Regions from separate parts of the Hordeum vulgare genome. Here all the other regions are linked to region 2. Evidence: chromatin contacts called from public Hi-C data. All regions are on one chromosome and are shown on one strand. The core of a region is the stretch at or near the end of the contact, and the rest is flanking DNA. Distances in the headings are between cores, read along the strand shown. Region 1 holds the start of LOC123425565. Region 2 holds the start of LOC123425564 (zinc finger protein ENHYDROUS-like). Region 3 has its middle 40 kb from the start of LOC123429799.

What was found. Hi-C and Micro-C count contacts between places; a contact is called where the count stands out from the background.
Region 1: a Hi-C map of seedling shows a contact between it and region 2, with 2.7 times the contacts expected there. The contact joins the promoter of LOC123425565 here to the promoter of LOC123425564 in region 2. A contact is called at or near these places in 5 of 6 Hi-C or Micro-C datasets (leaf and seedling) and 1 of 1 datasets of contacts at active chromatin or transcription factors (embryo).
Region 3: a contact with region 2 is called in a Hi-C map of leaf, with 4 times the contacts expected there. The contact joins the enhancer-like site here to the promoter of LOC123425564 in region 2. A contact is called at or near these places in 2 of 6 Hi-C or Micro-C datasets (leaf and seedling) and 1 of 1 datasets of contacts at active chromatin or transcription factors (embryo).

The regions. Positions count from the first base shown.
Region 1 is chr2H:139,784,775-139,789,520 of MorexV3_pseudomolecules_assembly, reverse strand. It overlaps LOC123425565, which reads left to right and starts at 1,721. Exons shown (of 16, transcript XM_045109255.1): 1 at 1,721-2,135; 2 at 3,630-3,844; 3 at 4,083-4,216; 4 at 4,296-4,406; 5 at 4,487-4,588. The coding sequence starts at 2,105. LOC123425566 (ruvB-like 2) reads left to right here. Exons shown (of 2, transcript XM_045109258.1): 2 at 537-1,409. The coding sequence ends at 1,182.
Region 2 is chr2H:139,464,580-139,469,368 of MorexV3_pseudomolecules_assembly, reverse strand. It overlaps LOC123425564 (zinc finger protein ENHYDROUS-like), which reads right to left and starts at 2,634. Exons shown (of 5, transcript XM_045109254.1): 1 at 2,214-2,634; 2 at 1,716-2,118; 3 at 1,237-1,601; 4 at 44-1,013. The coding sequence starts at 2,304.
Region 3 is chr2H:139,137,559-139,141,894 of MorexV3_pseudomolecules_assembly, reverse strand. No RefSeq gene overlaps it. Among protein-coding and RNA genes, the nearest start is that of LOC123429799, 40 kb to the left of the region's middle. Within about 2 kb of position 1,769, at least 2 of the 3 cell types and tissues checked have open chromatin away from gene starts, as enhancers often do. A contact at or near this core is called in seedling, where this site is marked.

The DNA.
Region 1 (4,746 bases), core at 472-2,971, 320 kb before region 2:
TGTTATGCTTTTTGGTTCATAGAGAAATACAGGGTGCTTTGTTATCCAGTAAGATCGTTGCACTCTTACCAAAGAAATGATCTGGAAAATCTTGCAGCATCCAGTTTGTTACAGGGATGCTCATGTTAAGAAACATGGTTCCATGAACATAAGTCAATCCTATTGATACAAGTTAGATGATACATTTGTAAGGAAACAGAAGCTGTTCTCAAAGATGCATATTTTTTGCATCCATACATTCTGCAGATATGTGCTACCGATATTTATGCTGTTATTAGCTAAAGGTCTTCTATGTGAAACTATTGATTTTACTTCTCTTAGATGATACTGCTTCTTTGGATAGTTTTGAACCTTTTCAAACTTCTCTGTTACAATCTTGTTTATACCAGCAAAGTTTTCTTCCCCGCCTTCCCATCCTTGATCATATCATCTGATACAAAAGAGTATTTTGTTTCATATGCATATTCGAGTGTAGTTTGCTTTAGGAATTTAATTCCCAACTAACTAATTTTTGTTATCTTTTTATTCCTGTTCAGGACACAAGGCTTCCTTGCACTCTTCACTGGTGACACTGGTGAGATTCGTGCAGAGGTTAGGGAGCAGATTGACACAAAAGTTGCCGAGTGGAGAGAGGAAGGGAAGGCTGAGATTGTTCCTGGTGTTCTGTTTATCGATGAAGTCCACATGCTAGACATCGAGTGTTTCTCCTTCCTGAACCGTGCTTTGGAGAATGACATGGCTCCGATCCTCGTTATTGCGACGAATCGAGGCATTACAACCATACGCGGGACCAATTACCGGTCACCACATGGTATACCGACCGATTTCCTCGACCGCCTCTTGATCATCACGACACAGCCATACTCGGCGGAGGAGATCCGGAAGATCTTAGACATCAGGTGCGAGGAAGAAGACGTTGAAATGTCTGCCGAGGGCAAGGATCTGCTCACGAAGATTGGTACCGAGACCTCGCTCAGGTACGCGATCCAGCTTATCACTTCTGCCGGCCTGGCCTGCCAGAAGCGCAAGGGCAAGGTGGTGGAGATGGAGGACATAAGCCGGGTGTACCACCTGTTTCTGGACGTGAAGAGATCGACACAGTTCTTGATCGACAGCCAGAGTGACTACATGTTCAGTGAAGTGCAAGGGGATTCAGATGGGGATGACGCCATGCAGCCCTAGACGGGAATTTTTGCAATGTAACTGTGGGTTGGTTTGTATGGCTCGTGTATCTTGTGGATTCTGCTTGCTCGTTTAGATTAGTGTTAAGCGTGAGATGATTTTACCTGAAGGCACGGTTGATGGGTGCTGTGAGCTATGTTAACGGCTGTAACCGGTGACTTCACAGTTGAGTGTATCCTGAGGAATCTTCCGTCTCAGGCTTGTCCGTTCAGTTCTTTTCCATTTTTTGTTACGTGCGTCATCAGTTTATATGTCGTTTCTGTTTGGTGGGAAAAGGTGCAGGATAATTAGGGATTACAAGCTGCAGTTAGAACGGCTGTGCAGCAACCAGCATGTGTCCTTGGAAGGTGTAAAAAGTGTCTGAAACCGTAGTAGTCTGCCCCTGACATGCTACTGGCCGAGAATGGTCTGATCTGAATAATGGAAGCAAGGTACAGTAGCTGTGAAACAGGATTTAGATCGCATCTGCCCAAGATGAAATGAGCTGCTGACTGACGATTCTAATCTGAAGCGGGACAATACTCAATTGGGCGCGTCTTCTAGAGGCAGACACACACGCACGGTACCACGCCACCGCATAGCACAAAGGCGATTTCGCAAGCCGCGCGGCGCGGCACACGCGGTCGCCGGCGCGATCGATCGATCATTGAGAGGCCGCCACGGCCGGGCTCGGTGCTCCGGGCCGCGCGTGCGCCCCCCCGCGCTCGGGGCGACGTGGTTCCGCTCCGTGGTGGGGTGGGGCCCTCGTCCTTCTCTCGGGAGTCGGGACATTGGACAGCACCATCAACAAAGGAAACCGTCCTCGCTTCCCCCCCATTCCCCACCTCCTTCCCCTCATCCCCCCTCCCCCACTATCCAACAGAGCAGCCCACGCTCTGCGCCACCTCCTCGACCGACCCGATCGCTCCCCGCCGCCGGCGCCATGGAATCCAGCGACCCCAGCTCCGCCGCAGGTACGCCCGCCCCTCTCTCCGCGGCCTCGTCCAACTGGATTGCTGCCCGGGACAGCTCGATCGCCCGTCCGGTCCGACCCCCCCTGCGCCCATTTTGTCTCCGTTTGCTTCAGCTGCTTCGCGCGTGGGAGCTGCCGCAGTAGGACTAGCGAGCGCCGGTGTTCGCGTGTCGGCGGTGGCGAGGCTGAAATCTACCGCGCACGAGCTGAGGCTGCCTTGTGCCGCGCAATGCGTCGAGCTTGCTCGCTGTTACCCTCGGCATCCGCGTGTATACAAGGGTCGGTTATCGTCGTATATATCAGCATTACGATTATAAGTTTGGCTCCAGCCTCATCACTGAGCACAGCTTGGGTGGAGGTGTTGTAGCTAGTGTGGATTTCAATTATTATTTTCAGATGGGATTGGTCATTGGTCTGATCCCATGCTGTTCTCAGTTCTGAGCTTAAGAGAGTGTACCCGTTCAGTTTAGTGATCACCTAAGGGCACAGATTGGTCATTAGGCACACACTCCATGCGGGCTTAATGCCGCTCACCTATACTATATGATATCCTGGTTATCTGCGTACAACTGGATTTCAGATGGGATTGGTCATTTGTCTGATCCCATGCTGTTCTCAGTTCTGAGCTTAAGAGAGTGTACCCGTTCAGTTTAGTGATCACCTGCAAACCGAATCCATCTGTTGGTTCACACATAGTTTCCAGCAAGCAGATGCGATTGCAAACTAAGAAATGAATCATGTAAGGCATCATCCCACTGAGTGAATGCGTAAAAAGCCTACCTATTTTTTCCCTCTCTCCCAGCTTATTGAATTCTTAGGCACCCACTCCATGCGAGCTTAATGACGCTCACCTATACTATACGATATCCTGGTTATCTGCGTACAACTGAATTTCGACTCCTCGTAGAACTGGGACTAATCCATGCATCCATATTTATCAGGCACTTTGGGTTCAGATTCAGACAATGTTAGGAGATGGTAGCCAATGATTCACCTAACTGTCCGTTTGCCTAATTCCCTAGTTGTAAGCTATAACCCAGGAATTATGGTTTAGTTGTACAAGGCATGTGCACCATGATGAAGGTGTTCTAGTTGCATCAGGAAAACAGGCACAATATTTAAAAGCTTACATAGTTTATGCATAACTTGCACAGTCAATATTTTCTCAGTCTGTTTGTTCTGAAATACAAGTATTGGAGCCTCATATAACTGTTGAAGTGTATATGTGGATTTCCTAGCCCTTTCCATCAGTTCGGACTTTTGGTTGCGTTGGCTAGTGCATGAAGCTTAACAATAACAACTGTGTGTATGAGTTCATTGCATTCATTGTATGTCACAACTGGAAATGACTTATGCATACAAGAACTACTGGTTGATAACTATTCTTTTGTGTAGATTTGAGATTTTGACTTACATTTATCAGCAATGAAGGAAGGTCTGGAACTTAAATTCTGGTTATGTCGCCTGTCATAGATATTTTTTGTTCTTATGCCAGGAAATAAGACGGAAGAAATATCTGTACCACCTGTGGAGGGTGTAGCTGGAGGAGGGACTAGTTATGGCTGGGTGCATGGAGGCTTACAGGGGTCTCATCTAGGTACTAGTGTGATTGACCCTACAAAGGTACATTCGACAGATCTTTTGCATGTGTGGTCTATGCCCAGCACAGCAAATGTTAGCCAACAAGAAGCACCTCGACCTCTAGAACAGGTAAGCTGCACTTAATTTTATTAACACTGCTAGAAGGACATATTATCTCTTGCTTCACAGCAATATGCAGAATGTTCTAGTGTCGTGCCATATTTCTGTTCCTTCTGACTTTCTTCTTCTTTTGACTTTTACTTGGGATATGGTGCTGTTCATCAATTCTACTACTTTATGATTTTGTACTTCTCTGTTACTATTAGATTCCTCATATTTTATTTTGTCCCTTCCAAAATCCCTTCAGGTCAACCTTTTGGCGGCAAGAAATGAAAGAGAAAGTTTTCAAATCGCATTACGTCCAAAGGTTTCATGGGTTTCAGGTATTGCAGGGCCTGTGCAGATGCAGTGCACTGATCTATGCTCATCCACTGGAGGCAGGTTTGTTTGTTTTAAAATTTAAATTCATTCAGGGAGTAACCAACATGTGTATTGGATGATTATAACAATACTGTATCAGGTTAGTGGTTGGTCAATCTATAACGCTGCGACGTGTGGTGCCTATATTAGGTGTACCAGATGCTCTTGTGCCTATTGATCCGTCGAGTCCTCAAATAAACCTACTTCCTGGGTACTGCTTCTGTGCATTAGATAGCCATGGTAAAGACATTTGTTTTCATTTTTTTAATTGCATTTGCTTTTGTTTTGCAGGGAGACAACTGCAGTATGGATCTCACTAAATGTTCCTTGTGGGCAACAGCCTGGTCTATATGAAGGAGAAATATTTATTACTGCTGTGAGGGCAGATTCAGAGTAAGCTTAAATTGGCTACTTATTTGGTCATGTACTTTGTCACGTATGGTAGTATAATCTGCTCGAATTGCTCGGAGACAAACATGAGGACAAATTCTAACCACTTACGCAAGTGACCAAATGGCATACTGGAACGAGATATCAATACACATTGCATA
Region 2 (4,789 bases), core at 1,385-3,884:
GTCTTGAGGTAACCGGGATTGTGTTGAGCTGCTGTCGATGAACCTGTCTTGAGGTAACCGGGATTGTGTTGAGCTGCTGTCGATGAACCTGTCTTGAGGTAACCGGGATTGTGTTGAGCTGGTGTCGATGAACCTGTCTTGAGGTACCCGGGATTGTATTGAGCTGTTGTCGATGAACCTGTCTTGAGGTAACCGGAATTGTGTTGAACTGCTGTCGATGAACCTGTCTTGAGGTAACCGGGATTGTGTTGGACTGCTGTCGATGAACCTGTCTTGAGGTAACCGGGATTGTGTTGAGCTGCTCTCGATGAACCTGTCTTGAGGTAACCGGCATTGTGTTGAGCTGCTCTCGATGAACCTGTCTTGAGGTAATCGGGATTGTATTGAGCTGCTGTCGACGAACCTTCCTTGGGGCCGTTGGGATTGTGTTGAGCAATCCATAGACCTTCCTTGAGGTGGCCTGGATGGGGTTGATGAGGAGGAACTTGCAAGACCAAACTCCTTCAAGAAAGATGTACCTGCTTGCGAAGCTCCAGCCTCAGCGGCCTTCTGCAGGAGCGCAGTTGCGGAGATGTGTGGTGCTGGAGGTGGAGCAAAGGTGCTGGGGTTGCTTGCATCTGTCTGCGGGAACAGAGAGGATGGTGTGCCGATTGCAAGGCAAAGGAAGGTGGGATCAACACCGATAAGATCACGCAGCGATCTGCTCTGGGGAGTGGTGCTTTTTGTGGCTGATGCAAACAGCCCCGCAAATGTGCTAGTCGTCGTTGCTGGCACGATGGAATTGGATGCGCTGCTGACTGTGCCACAACTGGTGCTGCTGCCATCTGTACCAATGGCATCCGAGGGCGATGGGAGGAAACAAGGAGGCATCGGGGTATCATTATCTGGCAAGTTGGAGTCTTCTAGTTCAGCATCGCCGTAATTATCTGCTTCCTGGAAGCAAACATCTTCATCTCGCTTATCTTCCTCCTCTTGCTTGATATCCACAATTGGCTCCACAACCACCACTGGCTCTGTAACATATAGGCATGGTACAAAAGAACAGGTCACTCATCATTGTTGACTGAATGATCATAAGGCTAGCTAAATTGGGAAAGAAACAAGACTGATGCATTCCTTTTTTTGCTAGTGATAAGAAATAAAGATGGATTAGGGAGAATGAGTTTGCTATAAATCTAACATGGTCTATGAATAGGTAGTAAGACAAACACATTGCAAAATGCAAAAGAAGCATACCATCCAAATTTGGCACAATTGCCACCATTGGGTGCTGCTCCTGTGGCATTGGAGATGGCGGCGACGGAGTCCGCTGTGGCTGTGGCTGTGGCTCCTCCCTTGTTGCCTCAATGTGCTGCGGCTCATCCACCTCGGCCACGGCAGAAGTCTCATTTTCATCTTCTCCCCCCTTGCCCTCCTCATCTTCCTTCTCCTTGTGCTTATCCACATTCTCCTCTTCTTTTTCCTTGTCCTTGTCTACATTCTCCTCAACCTCCTCCAAATCAGGTGGCCGAGGCGAAGGCGGCGTCGGAACAGCAAGCACCCTGCCTGTCTCCTCGACGAGAGCGCCACAGAAAGCGCGATGTGTCACGAAACTGTCTCTCCTGAATCAATCCAGCACGCCGACTGATGAATGAAACAAAAGTACAAACATTTGTCCCTCAAGGGAAGGAAAAAGGAGCCATCGAAATTGGGGGGAACCGAGCTGGAAGTAGTACCTGGTGAAGAGCGTGCCGCAGTCACAGCGATACTCGCGGGTGCCGCAGGTCTTGGCATGGGCCTTGAGGTCGGCCTGGACGGCGTAGCGCTTGCCGCAGCGTGGGCAGGCCCATCGCTTCTCGCCGTGCTTGCGGCAAAAGTGCTTCTTGATACCCGTGAGGTCCCCGAGCGCGCGGGCGGGGGAGTGGTGCACGCAGCCGGGCTCCGGGCAGACGTAGACCCTCCGGCGCGGCGGCGCCGCCCCGGGGCCGCGCTGCCGCAGCCGCCACGGAAGGTTGTGCCCCCGGCGGTGCAGCTGCAGGTTCTGGTCCCTCTGGAAGCCCTTGCCGCACACCTCGCACACGAACCGGTTGGTCGCCATGAGCGTCCCCGGCGACAGCGCGATCACCTCCGCGTCCGGATCTGCACAAGCACACGGAAACCGACCACCGTCAGACTAAGAAAGCTCGCGCGAGCCGTACCAACAACCCCGCAAAATCCGAAGCACGCGCTCTCGCCTGGCGTCCCGGGGAGGTTCCTCTTCTTCTTGGGCGGCGCCGGCGTCGCGGCCGCCTCCGGCTGCTCCGGCTCCGTCGGATTGGGCGGCATCCCCGGTCGATCTGGCGCCGCGGCCGCCGCTCCGCTCAGCTGACAGTCCTCCAGCTGCCCTTATCGGCGCCCAGACCCGCGTAGGCGAACGGAGGGCGCGGCGGCGGCGGAGGCGGTGGACGGAAGATTTTTTTTTCCCTCCCTCTCTCTCCTCCTTTCTTCGCTTCCTCTCTCGCTGGCTGGCTGGCTGGGTTGGCTTGCTTTCGATTGGGGGTTGGGGGTGTGGGGAGATGGATGAGAGGGAGTCAGAGCGGCCGCGGCATCGGGATGAGGCGTTGGCGGTGCGGTGCGGTGCTCCCTCGCTCGGGTGGGGAGGGGGGGTGGGGTGGTGTGTACCGCGCGGTGCCAATCCGGCACGTTGGCTTTTGGGTGCGGGGTGGGTAGCGTCCCCTGGCCGCCGTCGGATTCCGCGCCGTGATTCGTGCGCACGTGGCCTCGCCCTGCCGTTTACTGCCCTGCGGGGACACCCTTTTTGGTGGCTAGCTTGCCCCCTTTTAAATCCACCCCCACACCCCGAGAAAAATCGTCCGTGTCCATCCAATCCCCTCCATCACTGCGCGGCGCCCTCCCTCTCTCCCTCCCCCCCCTCAATTCCACATACGTATCGTCGACCAGCCCATACCGTCGCAAGGACTACTGTGCAAGTACAAGTACCGGTGGTACATTTATGTTACGTATACACCAATGAGATGCTGCTGCTGCTGCTAGACTACTAGTACTACATACTGCTGGGTCCCTCAGAAAAATTGGAACGTATTTAATCGTCAGGTGAGCGAAGATGTCTGCGGGCCGGGCGGCTAGGACGGAAAAGGGGGAGGGGGAGTCGTGTCCACCCCAGCCAAGGGAAATGGAAACGGAACCACGCGGTGGGCAGCGGTTGGATCTCCCCGGAGCCGATAAGGGCGGAAAGCGACGCCGGCCCCAGCTAGCGCGGCTGCTCAGAGATCGCCGTTATCCACATGGCGGTGGGGGTTGTCGTGTCGCCCCGCCCCCGCCTTGCGGCACGGCACGGCCACGGCGGGCAGTAACGGACGCGCGACGGCGCGGGCGTACGTATTCGCGCGCAACGGACCGGAAAGAAGTCGGCGAGCGTATTCCCCCACGCTGTCGAGGGCGGCTGACTAGTCGCTTGCCGTGGGGTGACGGGGCAGGGGGGCCCGTTCCTCTCTGGCCACCGGGCTGGATAGTAAACTCGTGAGCTAGAGCTTGTTTCTTGCAAAGGTGGACTGCCAATAAAAAAGTTTACTTTTACGCGTTGGTGGAGCTCTTGCTGTTTTTTTTTCTTTTCGCCTAGGTTTCGTCGTGTCGATGGTGGAGGATATTTTAGGTGCCGTCGCGTAGACCCACCTCCTGCGTGTGTGTGTGTGTGTTGGATCCATCACCGCGTTCGTACGGAGGCCAAAGCAGGCAAGCGACGATGACACTTGCCGGCAATGCCATGGAGATGGGCGCCGTTTTGGTGAACGTTTTGTTCTGCTCCTTCTTTTCGCGGGGTACAGTGCGTGCACTTCTCCTGAAAATAATACTCCCTCTCTTTCAAAATAAAATAAATGACTAAAAAACGACTCAACTTTGTAATAAAGTTAGTGTAAATTTGAGTCACTTATTTTGGGATGGACCCTCCCGCAAAAAAATAAATCAACCCATATGCTCATAAATACAAAAAAAAATAGCGCGTTATACAAAATAACATGACCCCTAAAAATATGCTATTAGCGTGCTATAGCGTGTTATTGACGAGACATTGTACACTGATCAATTTAGCAAGTCAATTCTCTACACGCTATATCGTGCTATTAGTGGTGTTATAGCGTGCTATTAAGTGTTTAATACGGACTACATAATGAGTGTATGTATACATATTTTAAAGTATATATTTATTCATTTTGTTTTATATGTATCTCATATTGAAAATCTTTAAAAGAACTTATATTTAAAAACAGAGAGTATATTGTTTGACTTTTTGTTGAGCAAATATAGACTTTAGGAGCTCAACCATATTTTTTTATGAATTTTACAACATGTCATATCTTAAAGATTATGATCTTGACGTTTTAAAGTTACATATATTTCCTTTCTCCTTGAGAGGAAAAGCAAGATAATGTTTTATAGCTTTACCTAGAGGTAATATAACTCCATGAACTGATTGTTACAGTAAGTTTTTATCTAAGTTTTGCACATGTGTAAAAATTATGCAACTTTGTTTACACATAACAAGTCTTAAGCAAGAAGACCGTGAGCCACTAGTGCTTGCGTGGCATCGCATGAAGGAGGCTATAAGGAATTTTCCTAACCATAGAATGGAAGAATGGTCAATTCTTCATATGTTTTATAATACCCTAAATCTATTGAAAACTATGTTTGAACTATTGCAAGAGGAACTATTATAGATAAGCCCATTGAAGATGTTAAAAATTTGCTTGATGAAATGCAATAAAACCATGCCTAATGGCATGTTGACGGGGCTACAACCAAGAGAGCTAAC
Region 3 (4,336 bases), core at 520-3,019, 330 kb after region 2:
GCCCAGTCAAAACCAACGTCGTCTTTATTAACGATGACCGTCCACCACGGATCCATGCGTTAGCGACCCACATGCGTCTTTTTTAATTCAAGCGTGGATGGGGGGGAGGGGGCTCATCCTCTTCCAGAAATCGCCCCCATCCCCATCTAGCCACCCACTGCTCCCCCGCCGGCGGCAAACCCTAGCAACCACCATGGGGTTCTTCTCCGGGAAAGAAATGGGCAAGTCCCCCGTCGTCCTTGTCGGCGCGTTCCCGTCCGCCTCACTAAAGAGTCAGCGTACCAGTGCACCAGGCGAGGTGGTACTGGGAACACCGCGTTCCCTCCCCTACCCCGTCGTTACGCTGCCGCACGACTGGCATTTGGATCAGGAGAGGATCCCAGTGCCAGCGGTGCCGCGATCGGTGCGGGCGCTTGCGGAGGAGGTGAGGCGCCGACGGGACCACCCGATGCCAGATCATCGACACAACCCCGTCTACGCTATAAACTCCCTTGACTGGGAGGCCTGGTTCGCATGGGAGTGCGAGGAGCAGCGCCGACGTGGCGTCCGTGACGTGGTGGCTGGAGCGCCGTCGCCCCTCGTCGTGCGCGAAGAAGACCAGGAGGCGGAGGCTGCGTACAAGAACGCGCTGGCGGCTGTCTTGCTTGCGAGCGAGGAAGAGGCGCGAGTGAAGGAGAAGGAGAAGGAGGCATGTCATAAGCAGCTGACGGGGGCCATTGCGCTCTTCGCTGCCGGCGACTGCATCGTGCCGCCGCAGGCCCCGCCTGCCCCTGTCGAGCTAGGGTCGCTGGTTCTCAGGCCTGAGCTGTACACCTGGAACGGGGTGGCGTGCGAGTGGGTCAGCGCACCACCCGTCTGGTTGAGTGCGACTCCAAAGCAGGAGGCGGCCTACCTAGAGCACTCACGGCAGTGGCGGTGTCAGAGGAGGACGCAGAGGCCCGACGGATCGAGTTGATGGAGCGTAGGCCGAAGCTAAGGAGGAGGAGCGACGTGCTGCCCAGCGAGCGACGATGCAATGACCGGCGGAGCACATCGTCGCTGACTCGGAGACGACCTTCCGCTGGACTGGCCCGACGCCGGTGCTAGTCGACCTCACGAGTCTGAATGACGGCGACGAGGAGGACATCTAGGACAGCGCGTCTTCTTGTTTTTGTTTATTTAATTTTATGTTTAATATAATGTAGGCTATCTTCTTAAATGTTTAATTGATGGTTTTAATATATTTCAAATGTTCACATATTTTTTTTGCGTCGTCTAAAAATGGATCGCTAGTCGTGTTGGATGCAAGCGCAGGCCAAGTTATAAAAACCAACACGGATGTCTGTTGGACCGATTCAAACGAACAAAATACAAACATAGCATATGTTCATTTGATTTAGCCGGTTGAAGTTGTTCTTATCCCTTTCAATTACGATCTATCTCATCTCCGTGACTGCAACATGAAACAGTTTTTCTCTTTCCTTTCGGACTAAGGAGCTCACACGTTCCAGAATCCATTTAGCAACCCAAAATAGATGGCCTTGTCAGCTGTCACCTCTCCTCATATTTTGTGTTCTGATGACACGTACACACGGTGGGTTTTCTAGTATTGTCCTGAACTCGTTTTTTTCCTTTGCCTAGCTTTTTTGGTTCTGGTTCAAAAAAGACATTGTATTTCCCTTATATCTATAACGGAAAGGAGAAAACCCCGGTTCGAAAAAAAGCTGCCACCTCTCCCCGTTCGTGTTGCATTTTGAGAATGGAGACGAGACCTGGCCGTAGCCTCCTTTTTTCCCCTATGAGCGAGAGAGAAGAACTGCCGCTCTTGTGCGAAGCGATGTCCAGCTTCGTACAGAACGGAGAAGCTGGCGACTTTAAATGGGCTGAACCATTTACGGGTTGCAGCGCCCCGATTTCGGGAACCTTCTAGAGATTTCAATCGGATTTTTTCGGTTTCGGCAAACTTTTAGAAGGATCCCTGTACAGGTTTTATTATTTTATTTTTTATTTATTCTTTTCTTTTCTATTTCTTTCCTAAAAATGTTCTTGATTTAAAAAAAAGTTCTATATTTTTGAAAATTTGTTCTCAGTTTCAAAATGTGTTATTAAGATTTAAATTTATTTTTAAGATTTAAAATGTTAGTGCTTTAAAAAGTTATTCACGCTTCCAAATTTTCCCTTTAAAAAAAATGTTCTCCATTTCAAAATTTTGTTCTTAAGATTCAAGAACTGTTTCTGCTTTCAAAAATTGTTCGCGTTTCTAAATTGGATCAGCAATTTCCAAAATTGTTCTCAGTTTCAATATTTGTTCTCAAGATTCAACAAATGTTCGTGCTTTAAATTTGTTTGGTTTTTTCAAAATTGTTCACGATTTCAAAATTTTGTTCTCAAGATTCATAAAATGTTCGTGCTTTCAAAAATTGTTTGCGCTTCCAAATTTGTTCAGGATTTTTCAAAATTGTTCTTGGTTTCAAAATTTGTTCTCAAGATTCAAAAACAAATCATGCTTTAAAAATCTGCTCCCTCTTTCAAATTTGTTCGGGGTTTTTTAAAAATTCTTCTCATTTTCAAAATTTTGTTCTCAAGATTCAAAAAATGTTCGTGCTTTGAAAACTTGTTCGTGCTTCCAAATTTGTTCCGGATTTTTCAAAATTGTTTTCGGTTTCAAAATTTGTTCTTAAGAAAATGGTCGTGCTTTAAAAATTTGTTCGCTCTTTCAAATTAGTTCGGGGTTTTAAAAAAATTATCCTTTTCTAAATTTTGTTCTCAATATTCAAAAAATATTCATGCTTTAAAAAATTGTTCGCGCTTCCAAATTTGTTTAGGATTTTTCAAAATTGTTCTCTGTTTCAAATTTGTTCTCAAGATTGAAAAAATGTTCGTTCTTTAAAAATTTGTTCACTTTTTCAAAATTTTGTTCTCAAGATTTAGAAAATATTCATGCTTTAAAAAATTCTTCACAACTTTGCGAAATTGTTTTTAGTTTCAAAATTTGTTGTCAAGATTCAAAAAATGCTTGTGCTTTAAATTTTTTCTTAAATTTCGAATGATCTTGCTTTTAAAAAAGTTCCAAATTTAATAATTTTATCATTTTTCAAACTTCCCTCATGAATTCAAAAAATGTTCTAGATTTTAAAAAAATTGTTCTTCAAATTAAAAAATAATTGTTTGCTTCAAATGCACAAGTAAAAGGAAAAACGCAGAAAAAAGGAAGGAAATAAGCAGAAATGAAAAAAAATGTTCATGGATTTCAAAAAATGATTGTTGTTTCAAAATTTGTTCAAATTTTCCAAAACATTCAGAATAAAAAATACATGGAATATGAGAATTCATTGTTATTTCCAAAAATATTCGGCATTGGATTGTTTTCCAAAATTTTCAAAAAAATCAAATATTTGTAAAAGTTCTATTAAACATGTCGCTTAGGTGGTATCTTAAAGGAATGTGATTTTATGACAAGTAGTACTCGCCTTGTCCGTTTTAGTGGCAGCGCCTCGTCCGTTTCAATGAGTTTTTTAAGTTGTGAAAGTGCTAATGGCTGGTCCGGGTCGCAGGACGTCTGTGCATGTGCGCGCTGTTGGACGTACAAAACGGTCAATACAAGTTCCTTCTCCCGCTTCTGGCCAACCCTTTTTTTCGAGTTATGGGTACTGACCAACCTTCGTCAGCTTGTGTGCCCACATATTTCCTTCGAGTTTTTTTGCGGGAATATTTCCTTTGAGTTGGAAGCCCTAAAGATTTGAACTAAGGATAGGTAGCCCTAGAATGAAAAATGACAGACCTACGAAACATCGGAGCAACTATCTCAGGAGCTCTCCTTCAAGAGCCTCTCAAGGGTCATTGTGAGACGTCGTCATTTTATGCATTTTCAGCCGTAGTCACGTATCGCGTTTTGAACGTTTCCTTCTAGAAAATAATCGCTCGTAATTTTGGGTTTACATGATTTTTTCTGGATACTTTTGGTGTTTCGGTTTTCCGCCTATCTTTCTTATATTTTGAATGAAAAAGATTTGATTCTTTTTGCACAGGAAAACACTTTTTTTCAAGAGGCACGGATTTTGTTTCCGCGAGAGGCCTCTTGAAAATGAAAAAATATGTTTTCCTTTTTTTCTTTCTCGAGAGACACGAATTTGCTTTCACGAGAGGCACGGTCATCCTCTCGAAAATAGAAAGAAACATGTTTTTCTTTCTTTCCTTTCTCGAAAGATACATTTTTTCTTCCGCTAGATGCATGGATTTCCTTTTACGAGAGGCACGGTCATGCTTAAATGAAAAAAAAACATGTTTATTTTTCTACATGAGCATTGTTTTTGCTTATGCAAGAGGTACGGATTTTTTTTCCGCGAGAAACACGGTC